Regions from separate parts of the Mus musculus genome. Here region 1 is linked to region 2. The links are chromatin contacts, called in public promoter capture Hi-C maps. All regions are on one chromosome and are shown on one strand. Each heading gives the region's core, a stretch centred on a gene start, on an enhancer-like site or on the middle of the called end of the contact. The rest is flanking DNA. Distances are from core to core; before and after follow the strand shown.

Region 1 (5,623 bases), core at 344-2,843, 450 kb before region 2:
ATGGTCCTTACCGAGTTTCCTCACACAACTTACTACTTGTATGTAATATCAATGTCCGAGGACACTACTTTCTGTAAACGTTGGCTCCTATTCCAACTTTGTTCATTTCCATCTTAATGTCAGCACCTGTTACACACCAAGGTACCAGTAAGGATGGCAACGTGAGCCTGCCCTTTGAGAGGCAGGAGAAGGCGGAGAAGGCAGCATCTACAGCACCTTTTGTGTAGCCCTTTGTCTTGAGGTAGGAAGCAACTTCATAGTTTTCTGAGAGGTCACTCCGACCTAAGGAAACAGAACAGCCAGCTAGTTGCTTTCTACATGCTGTAATTTGAACATCCGAAAGTGGATGCTTTCGGACATGCTGTAATTTGAAGTTCTTACATTGATAATTTAAGAAGAACAGACCACATCATGGGAGTTTTAGTTTTTTTCAGTTTTAGGTTTTTTTTTTTCTCACTGAAATGTATATTCTTATCAGTTAACTTTCATTTTGATGAAATATGTCAGAGAAGGTCGGAATACAGGAAACAATCCAAAACGTTTAAAATATATATATAATCGTGTAACATTACTGGCAAGGAGCTTCAGAAAATATCTTCAGAAGCCCTTCCTATTAGTGATGGGAAATAGGGGACTTCCGCTGAAATAACATACCTGCTGACATCCTAAGATTCCAGTGAAACTGACCATGACTATTTACAAAAGGCACAGCGAGGAAAAACAGCATGACTTGTTCATCAAAGGTGACTGTCACCAGAACTTAAAAACAACCAATCATGAGAAAACCTGCTTGGTGCATGTATAACTATTCTGAATTTTTAGGCACGCTGCTACAGTTTTAAGCAATCCATTTAGTTTAACATTGTCAAGTGCTTTGAACCATAGCTTGGGGAAGTTGGACTTGGAGATTGTAGGTCCTATCCATCCAAGCTAAAGATGAGAACCCAAACTGGGAATCACAGAGATGGTGACTAATTGGACAGATCCAAGAGATATTGTCAGGGTGTAGCTTCCATAAAATACTAAAGAGAACTATCTGGCCCAACGCCCTGGGGAACTAAGTGGATGTTTATACCACGAAGAACTTCTTAAGAGATGGGTAGGAGGGATAAGAAGCCATGCACCACAGGGATGCCCGCTCTGGAGTCCGGCGCTTTGATTCAAACAGCAACTGCATGATTTGTTACTACGGGGCCAAGTATTTACCTTCTCTGGGCTCCTAATTCTTCATTTGCACTAACTACCTTAGTGGCAAATTTTTGTGATGATTTAGTCAGTTCATTAGGGCTGTGATGGTTCATTGAAATCTGGCTGGTGTGGTCAGGCCCAGTGGGAGTGACAGGGCGGTCGAGACCACTGGGAGCGGCTGGGACACCCCCAGGACCCGGGCCTGGAGGGACCGGGGCTTCCCCAGGCCCGCGTCCACCCACGAGGGCGCCCGCCAATCGGTTTACCTGGAGGTAGTCTGCCCGGCTTAACGTCAGATCCATGGCGGCCGCACGGAGAGGCGGGACCCGCTGTGGAAGCCTTCCCTCGGAGAGCCCACCACTAGACTGACGAGCCGGCCTGCGTCAGGGCAGCGGCGCCCAGCAACGCGGGCTCGACACGTGACCCATCTTAGCTCACTGTGAAGCCCCGCCCTCTCCCGGGGAGCTGCACCAGGAAAGGGGGGCGGAGGGAACGGTCCTCAGACGCTGGCCGGTTTCCAAGGCAACCGGGGCGCATTCTCTGCCTCCCAGCTCTGGGCCGCTGGGCCAGCGATCTGCTTGGAGCTTCGCTGGAGCTTCGCTCATGCATGTTCCTTCAGCTCTGAATGAAACTCTGGAGAAGCGAATATTTTGTGCCTTGTTCTACTCCTGGTTCTTCATTTTAGGCTTTGTCATACAAATTTTCCCCTCAAATATTTATTTTTGTTTTGTGTGTATATGAATAGTGCCTGATGTATTAATGTGCATCACATGCGTGTTGCCTTCTAAGGAGGCCAGGGCCTTGGGACTCCCATGTGTTTGTTAAGAAACCTAATCTTGGGTCCTGTGCAAGAGCAGCAAGTGCTCTTAAAAACACTGAGCCACCTTCCAGCCTGGCACGCAAATTCTAAAACAACAACCCCCCATAAACTGTATTTATGTAGTGTGTGTGTGTGTGTGTGTGTGTGTGTGTGTGTGTGTGTGTGTGTGTGTGTGTGTTTTGGAGGTCATGTCGAAGTCTGAGTACAACTTTCAGGAGTCATTCTTTCCACCCTGAGGATCGTTGGGCTTGGTGGCAACCTGCCCATTACCTGCTGAGCCATCTTGCCAATCCTCTTCCTCCCATTCTATAACTACACTCCCCTCCCCCAGGGCCACAGTACAAGACTCTGAGTCAAACAAATCAAATCGAAACATAATAATAATACCTAAGAAATGAGTTTGAAACAATAGAATAAGCGGAGAAACTAGACAGTAACGACACAGAAAATCTGAGTAAACTCGGGAGGCAGAGGCAGGCGGATTTCTGAGTTCGAGGCCAGTCTGGTCTACAAAGTGAGTTCCAGGACAGTCAGGGCTACACAGAGAAACCCTGTCTCGAAAAACCAAAACCAAAACCAAACCAAACAAACAAACAAAAAAACCAATAGCAAGTAATGAGAAGTCACCTTAAAAAGAAAGTTCAGGACAGGCGACTTCAAACAAAAGCACCAATTCTTCCCAAACTATTTCCTAAAATTGAAAGGATGGGGCTTTTTCAAACTCTTGTAGGCCAGCATTTCCTCATACCAAACCAAAACAGGACACAAGAGAAACACACACACACACACACACACACACACACACACACACACACACACACACCCATGCACACACCCCCATGCACATCTCACACACAGTCTCTTGCCACTTGTCTTGTTCTACCTTCAGGCTACTAACAAAAAGAGCATCAGCAGGTGCAATCCTTCCAACGGATATGAACTAGAGTTGTGAGCAAAAATAGACTTATTTTCTTTAAAACTTAAAAATAGAAAGAAAAAAAGGTGAAAGAAGGGAAAAAGTCAATGAAAAGTCTAAACAAAGATCACTGATGAAACAAAGAAGTAAAAATTTCAAAACAAGCAAGCAAACAACCTAGCAACGATTCCAACAGCACAACGAAGACATCATTCCAGCCAGGAGCTGTCAAGCACACCTGTGAGGCCAGCTACCCCTAAGTCTGGGTAAGTTGGTCATTAATGAAAAGCCCTGGGTAACATGGAGAAAACCTGTCTCAAAAAAAAAAAAACCCAAAACATAAAATTTCAACATGCTTTTGTGAAAAAAACCTTTGAGCAAATCTAACTGTATAAAGAACGTGTGCCAGGGCTGGAGAGAAGCAATAGTTAAGAACACTAGCTGCTCTTCCAGAGGATCTTGGTTCAATTCCTGGTAACCACATCGCAGCTTACATCTGTCTATAATTCCAGTTCCAGGGGATCTGACACTCTCACACAGACAAACATGCATACAAAACACCAATGCATATAAAATATATAAATAACCATGTGTCATCATAAAGTCTATATAATAAAAGTCCACAGCCAATGAATGTCAAAGTGAAGGGGGAAATCTGGAAGCATTTCTCCTAAGATCTGGAAAAAGTTAAGAGCATCCCCTTTTGCCACTCTTAGTATAGTACTGGACTGTGGAGTAATTAGGAAGAGAAAGAAATAAAAGTATACAAATTGAAAAAGAAGTTACATTGTCTCTGTTTGCAGATGATATGATCTATATATAGAAAGACTTAAAGACCTTGCTAAGAGTGTTAGAACTAATAAATTAAGTTTGTAAAATTGAGGTGTACAAAATTAACATATAAAACTCATCATTTTGTGCACCAAACTTTCTGAGACAAATTAATTTACTAAATAAATAGCCTAGGGGTTCTGTAGATGTGGCTCAGTTGGTAGGGTGCTTGCCTTGCATTTACAAAGCCCTAGGCTTGATTGCCAGCACTGCATCGCTGGGTGCGAGTCACATGACTAAAGCTTGCTTAGGGATACATTGTATTAAGGATGGGAATTATCAGGTGCGGTGGCACACTCCTTTAATCCCTGCACCAAGGAAACGGAGGCAGGTGGATTTCTGTGAATTTCAGGACAGCCAGAGCTATAGAGTGAGATCCTGTCTCAAAAAATAAATAAAACACTAATGAAAAAATTCATTTTTCACTCACAGAAACACGGAAGAAAAAGGAACCCCACCCCATATTATTGAACTGGAAGAATTAATACTGTTAAGATGTCCATGTTAACTTATAGTGATACATAGACTCTGTACAATCTCATCAAAATATCAATAGCGTTCTTCAAAGAACTAGAAAAAAAACCCTAAATGTTTATGGAGACAGAAAAAACCCCAAATATCAAAAAGAACAGACCAAAAAGAACAGAGCTAGCGGCATTATAGTGTCTGATCTCAAGATACACCACAGCCATAAAGTGACAGAGCCAGCTTGATACTGACCTACCTCCTACAAATAGACAGAAGGAACAAAATAAAAAGCTTAGAAATAATCCAAAGCGCTAAGACGAAAGGATGGACCATCCAGAGACTACCCCACCTGGGGATCCATCCCATAATCAGCCACCAAACCCAGACACTATTGCATATGCCAGCAAGATTTTGCTGAAGGGACCCTGATATAGCTGTCTCGTGTGAGGCTATGCCAGTGTCTGGCAAATACAGAAGTGGATGCTCACAGTCACCTATAGGATGGATCACAGGGCCCCCCAATGGAGGAGCTAGAGAAAGTACCCAAGGAGCTGAAGGGGTCTGCAACCCTATAGGTGGAACAACAATATTAACTAAGCAGTACCCCCAGAGCTCGTATCTTTAGCTGCATATGTATCAGAAGATGGCCTATTCGGCCATCATTGGGAAGAGAGGCCCCTTGGTCTTGCAAACTTTATATGCCCCAGTACAGGGGAACGCCAGGGCCAAGAAGTGGGAGTGGGTGGGTAGGGGAGCAGGGTGGGGGGAGGGTATAGGGAACTTTCAGGATAGCATTTGAAATGTAAATAAAGAAAATATATAATAAAATAAAATAAAAACAACAACAACAACAAAAAAGAAATAATCCAAAGCCATCTACAGCCAACTGATCTCAACAATAGTGTCCAAACCAGCAATAGAGAAGATCAACTCTTCAATAAATGGTACTGGAAAATCTGGGTATCTACAAGTAAGGACAAAAGCTGACCCTCATCTCCAACCCTTCCTACACAGAAACCAACTGAAAACAAAGATATGACTGTAATACTTGAAACTATAAAACAACAGAGAGAGGTGGGACATGGTGGCCTCTGCCTTTAATGCCAGCACTCAGAGGTAGAAGCAGGCAAAGCTGTAGTTCAAGGCCAGCCTTGGCTACACAGTGAGTTCCAGGGCAGCCAAGTGTACACTGGGATTCCATCTCAAAACAAACAAGTGGGAAGACTTTGATGTCATCACTTTGACAGGTGATGATGTTCTGGACAGCTCGGGAAACAAATGTAAACTAGACAAATGGGACTGCACAGGGCTGAGAGGCTTCGGGCTGCAAAGGAACGAGCCACAGAGTAAAGAAACATCGTGCAGAATGCCAGGAGATGTTTGTAAATGATTAATCTGCC
Region 2 (5,924 bases), core at 2,660-5,159:
TTTTTCTTTTTTCTTTAAATATTGGTTAGCATGTTTTCTTAGATATGCTTGGCTTTCTCACTCTTTCCTAAAGCTAACAGTGCTCTCCCCTTTCTGGAATATTGCATACCTGCTATTGGTCATGTGTCTGCTTGTTGACCTCCATTCCCTGCTGAATTCCTAAAATTACAAAATTGTCCCTAAATTTCCTTCTGAGTCCATTAAAATTTTTTGTTAATTTAACAAAGAATTCATGAAAGGGAGCCACAGTCTTTCCAATAACATCTACTGTCCAACATGGGACTTTCCCAAATTTTCCTGTAACATGGCAACCCAGATGGAATTTTAAAGCTCTGAGGATAGAATAGGTGAGTGTATTCTAAGATTCTGAACTCACACTTCTTTCCTTCACCACTGCTATTCCCTCAATTCTGAGAAAACCTCGGATCATTGTGTGCCTGCAAGTCCTTGACCAATATAGAAGGGTGACAGTGTGACAGGACACAGCAGTGAGGAGTTCTTTCATCTTGTATCTTGCTGAGATCAATTTAAGTTTATCTAAAATTTTACCTTGATGGAAAATCCTGTGGAAAATTATCCAACTCTTGTCTAGGAAACCAAGATCAAAATGCCCCAGCTAACAGCTTCTGTTAAACTGCTTGCTTGCTTAAAACCTCTCCTTACAGATGCCAAGCAAGATATCAGGATGTAGGGTTGCCTTTTAAAATCCCTTATCCTAAATACTTGGGACTTCACTTGGGTACTGAATAACTGAGTTTAGTCCCAGCCAGCTGGAATAAAGACTTGCAATTGTCTATAAATATGTCTGAGTGGCCGTCTCTGGTGCACTCCTATTAACACCAACAATTAGACCTTAAATGATATGATTTGTAGGTAGTTGATAATCAAGTTGGTGTCTTAGGGTTTTACCACTGTGAACAGACACCATGACTAAGGCAATTCTTATAAGGACAACATTTAATTAGGCCTACCTCACAGGTTCAGAGGATCAGTCCATTATCAAGGTGGGAACATGGCAACATCCAGGCAAGCATGGTGCAGGAGGAGCTGGGAGTTCTACCTCTTCATATGAAGGCTGCTAGCAGAATACTGACTTCTAGGCAGCTAGAATGAGGGTCTCAGAGCCCACACCCACAGTGATTCACCTACACCAATAGGGCCATACCTTCTAATTGTACCACTCCCTGAGCAGAGCATACACAAAACATCACAGTGGGTAAATGTACACACAAGGCTGTTGAAACTTTAAATTAGGTTTAACTGTTTCTAACATGTTGGTTTCTAAGGGACTAAAATGCCTGCTAATACAAAGTCAAAGAATGGTCTCAGCTCACACAGGAATATTGATCCAAATGAGACAGTGACTGTGAGATATGCTGCTTAAGTTTTCAGGTTGTTCCCACCTACAAGTGTAAATGTCACTGTTTTTTCTCTCAGAGGAAGGGATGAGATGAGAGCCATAACCAGACTTTACAAATAGCTTGTGCTGAGTTCAGAGCATTTCCTTCTCTGTTCTATCCCTAGGCCTAGGCCTGGACGCTTCTAGCCTCCATACAATCTAATCTTCTGTAAGCTCTGAAGGCTTCAGCTTACAGCTTAGAATGTTTCAGCCTTTGAGACTGACTGCTAAATAAACTCACTCTTTCTAGATCTTTCTGAATTCTGTCTCCCTGGCTCAAATCAGCCATTTTCTGATTCATCACTTCATCTATCCCTCAATTAGATGACATTGTCTGGGACCTGTACTCTTTAAATATATCTAAGCATAAGAAACAAGACTTAAAAAAAAATCACAGACCACAGGAGACAAAGGAAAAAGTGCCTGAATGTATGTGGCAACCTCTGAATCCTAAAAGAAATTGGAGATTATTACAGAAACTCTGAAGTCCAAAAGAATGTATTATAATATTTCTTAGTTTTAGTCAATTTGTCGTGGTTATACAAAGTAACACAAGGGGAAACAGAGGGACTTTTATCATCATTTTTCTGTATATTGTATATTTTAAATACTCTCTCTCTCTCTCCTCTGTGTGTGTGTCTGTGTGTGTGTGTGTGTGTGTGTGTGTGTGTGTGTGTGTGTGTGTGTGTATTTAGAGGAGAACCTATAGGAGCTAATTCTCTCCTTTTTAGGATCAAACTAAGTTATAATGCTTCACAGCAGGTGCCTTTATCCACTGAGTCATTATATATATATTTTTTTCCTTTTGTTCCTTCAACTTCTACTTCTGTTCCACGTCTATCTTTATATTTGACTTTAATATAATTGGATTAGGTTATTAAATATTTTATTCCCATCTTTATGGTTAGCAACTGTTGTGGTAAATCTCCAACCCAAATAAGCCCAGGCAATGAAAACACAACACAGTTAACATGAATATATGCTATGTGCCTGGATTGGGCAGATCTACCACTACACTGCCATCTTCCCCATATAAGAAACCCCTTAGAAGCTCCACTTTCCTTTTTCTTCCTCCTCCGTGGTCCTCTCTCTCTCCCTCCTTTTCTCCCAAAACCTTCAGCTCCACCTTCCCCTCTTTTCAGCCCAATCACCGGCTCTAGCCTTTATTTTATAAATTAAGGTGGGAAGAAGGTTTACAGGAAATCACCAGAGCACTGACTCACTGCTTGTTTGTAACCCCTCAGGAGGAGAACGGAATTAACATCAAATATAATTAGCCCCAGGGCTATCTGCAACAAGCAACAAAAATTTCCGGATCATTAGTTGTTAATGGGCTTTTGATGAAACAATTTAGTCAAGACATGTTGATAATAACTAAAGAAAAATAGTTACTGCAAACGCTACCTACTTACAAGAATGAGATCGTTTTTGCCTTCAGTTTCACTGTGTGCTGTGGATGAATGTTATTTCTTGCTATACTAGGTAAATAGGCATCGGTTCTATTGGCCTTTTCTCTTTTTAAAATGGCTTTAAGAACATCTGCCCATATCAAAGGGTCGATGTCATCACAATCTTGTGCTAACAAAACACAATCCTTTGGATGCCTCTTTGATTGCATCACAACACTTGATAATTCACTATTTAAACTATTTTCAACTACCTTTTAGTTAATACCTTGGTTAGGTCCTCTTTTGACCTGTATGAGAAACATCTTAAAAGGGGACATAGGGAGATCAGTCACCCAGATATTAGGGCCATTTGCTTTCAGCCTCACGTCTGGCTTCCTGATTGTTCTTTTGGGCTGCACTAGGGGATCTTCTGCTTGTCAGAGGCCTAACCCCTGGGCCCTTTCTCAGATCTTACCTGGAGAAGGGTAAAGGGTATCCTTGAAACAAGCCTCAGCTTTCCCCGGCTGTCTCCAAGGACCCTGGGGAAGACGCCCCTTGGTAGAGACACTGAGTGGGGTTAAGAAGACACGAAGACACCTGGTGTTTTATGAAGGCTACACACTCGGTGTAGACAACTGACACAGGGGTAAGCAACCATGTGCTGCTCTGGGACGACTGGGGACACCCTGTGTGCAGACAACTGAAGTGGGGCTATGGAGCCATGTAGTACTCTGTGACCGCTCTAGGTTGTCCTAAGTGTGGACGACTGAGTTGGGAATAAGCGGCTTTGTAGCGCTCTGTGTGTGGCTGAGTGTGTCCCTAAGTCGGGCGAGGACAAGCAGCCACATGAGGAGGTGAGAGGGGCAGGGACAGAGAGGCTGAACCTTGGGACTTTGTCTTCTACAAAAAGAATGCAACCTGACAAGGCCGGAAGAACGGGGTCCATAGAGATGAGGCCTGGAACCTGCGCCCCATTCACCGTGACCCAGGCCCAGCTACACACGCAGCCCACGCGCATAGGGCGCGGGGGCGGAGCCAGAGCGAAGGTCCTTGCTGATTGGACGAGGGGCGCCCACGGGGGCGTCGGCCCCGCTCCTCAGGGTCAGCTCGAGGGGCCCTTTTGAAAGACGCGACTGACCGCGTGGCCCGCAGAGGTCTGAGGCGAGAGGTCGACGGTGGCAGCGCAGCAATGGCGACCGCGGGCGGCAGCCGACGAGCCCCGGTCCCGGGCCCTCGGCTCGGCCTGCCTCTGGCAGCTCACCTGCCGGCGAGCCTGGGCGGGGAGGGCGCGAAGGACAGCGTCGGGGGTGCGCTGGCCGGGAGGCCGTCGGTTTGGTTCTGTCCCCTCTTGTTCTCGGCTTTCTAGACCTTGCTAATGAGGCCCCTCAGCTCTGATTCACTGTTAGTGGTGGCGGTGGTGGCTTTCCACTGACCCTTCAGCTGCTCCTATTACCGTTTATAGTTGAGTTTAGGGGACAGTTTGGAAAAGTTAATTGTTAAAACACAACACAGCTTTGAGGTTAATTAAAGAGGGATTGTTTGTAGCCATGGGAGCATGTGTGTGAGGGAAAAACTTAGGTCAAACTAAAAGTGTTGGGGAGTTCCTCTTCCAGGATTTTCATTTTCTGTCAATTTCATCCTAAACAGGAGAGAAAACTTCTGGAAACAATGACTGGTTTCAGAGTTCCAGGGTTCCCAGCTTTGCTCAGATGCTGAAAAAGAATTTGCCAGTTCAGCCATCAGCTCAGACAGTAACTTTGCCCACTGGATATTCCTCTGAAAGTTGTAGTCTGTCGAATATGGCATCCAAGGTTACGCAAGTGACAGGTACAACTTTCTTTTTATTTGTAGAAGTACCTAGATACACAAAGATTATGGGATTGATAGTAACTGCTAAGTGATGTGGGTGTGGGTGTATGTTGTCTCTCATCTCTGTGGCCGTGTGCCATTTGGAGTTAGTAACTGTGACATATTACAGTAGGAGGCCTGTAGAAGTCTTTAACTTCGCAGATCCTTTATTTGTTCCTGCCTGCCTTCACTGTTGAATTACTTGAAATATAACTTAGCCTGCCCCCACTATGGGGTGTCAGGGAAAGTTCTAGACTTGCAAGCACTTTGTATTCTACATATTACTTCACATAAAGAAGTAGTAAACATACTGTGATACTTAGATTGAATTGGGATCAGACAGCTCAGTGGGATAGGCATTATAACAGACTGGTACACAAAACTAGATCGTAGTCTCAACAAAACCAGTTCTATATCATTGCCACTCTAGACCTTAGTGACCTCATCTGTAAAAATGACTTATCTCTGAGACATCACTAAAATTCCATTAATTTTTCCATCACAAATGGTATTTCTGTATAATGTGTCCTCAGTGTGCCAAAAGACATATACAGTAACAGGTTGTGGTTGTAGGTGTATCCAAACTGTCTAGTAGGAACTTGGGGGGAAAACATGCTTATTGTATAAGGGTTTAGTACTTTGACTGGTTTCTTTAAACCAAACTGACCAGTAAAACATTTGTTCTTAGGTAATTTTCCAGAGCCATTGCTTTCCAAAGGTCTTTCATCTATTTCAAATCCTGTCCTTCCTCCAAAAAAACTACCTAAAGAGTTTATAATGAAATACAAACGTGGAGAGATCAATCCCGTGTCGGCCTTGCACCAGTTTGCACAAATGCAGCGTGTTCAGCTTGACCTTAAGGAAACTGTAACAACAGGTAAGATGGAAGTTGTGCCTAATTATCCCAGGACTAGCATTATTTTTTCCAATAAAAGTAGGGTATATAAGCAGTTTTACATTTACTTACCACACACAATGTTAAGGTTAAATAGGTATTTTGTGACAAAATAAAGACACATTTCTGTCAGTGTTGATCAAGTATTTGTTCTGAAATTATAAGATTCTGTGATTGTGATGCCTGAGGAAAAACATGGTCAGATTTCACCCTGAAATTAAAGGATTTGAAAAGAAAAGGGGCACTTGCATGGTCGATGTTGCCTCTGCAGAATTATCTGGCATCTGCCATTCTCCTTTATACCCTTAAACCTGAAGTACACCTTACTGTGTGTATTTGTGGAAGGCTACAGGAGTATAATCAGAAGCAGAAAGGCTTCTGGTCTCTTCATGTT

The links. Promoter capture Hi-C pulls out the DNA fragments that hold promoters and counts their contacts.
Region 1: a contact with region 2 is called in a promoter capture Hi-C map of embryonic stem cells, with 3 times the contacts expected there. The contact joins the promoter of Bbs7 here to the promoter of Adad1 in region 2. A contact is called at or near these places in 8 of 39 promoter capture datasets (the 3T3-L1 cell line, 3T3-L1-derived adipocytes, the C10 cell line and 3 more) and 1 of 115 datasets of contacts at active chromatin or transcription factors (embryonic stem cells).

The regions. Positions count from the first base shown.
Region 1 is chr3:36,611,796-36,617,418 of GRCm38.p6, forward strand. Bbs7 (Bardet-Biedl syndrome 7 (human)) reads right to left here and starts at 1,594. Exons shown (of 19, transcript NM_027810.3): 1 at 1,455-1,594; 2 at 217-282. The coding sequence starts at 1,490.
Region 2 is chr3:37,059,747-37,065,670 of GRCm38.p6, forward strand. Adad1 (adenosine deaminase domain containing 1 (testis specific)) reads left to right here and starts at 3,910. Exons shown (of 12, transcript NM_009350.3): 1 at 3,910-4,094; 2 at 4,435-4,614; 3 at 5,324-5,512. The coding sequence starts at 3,977.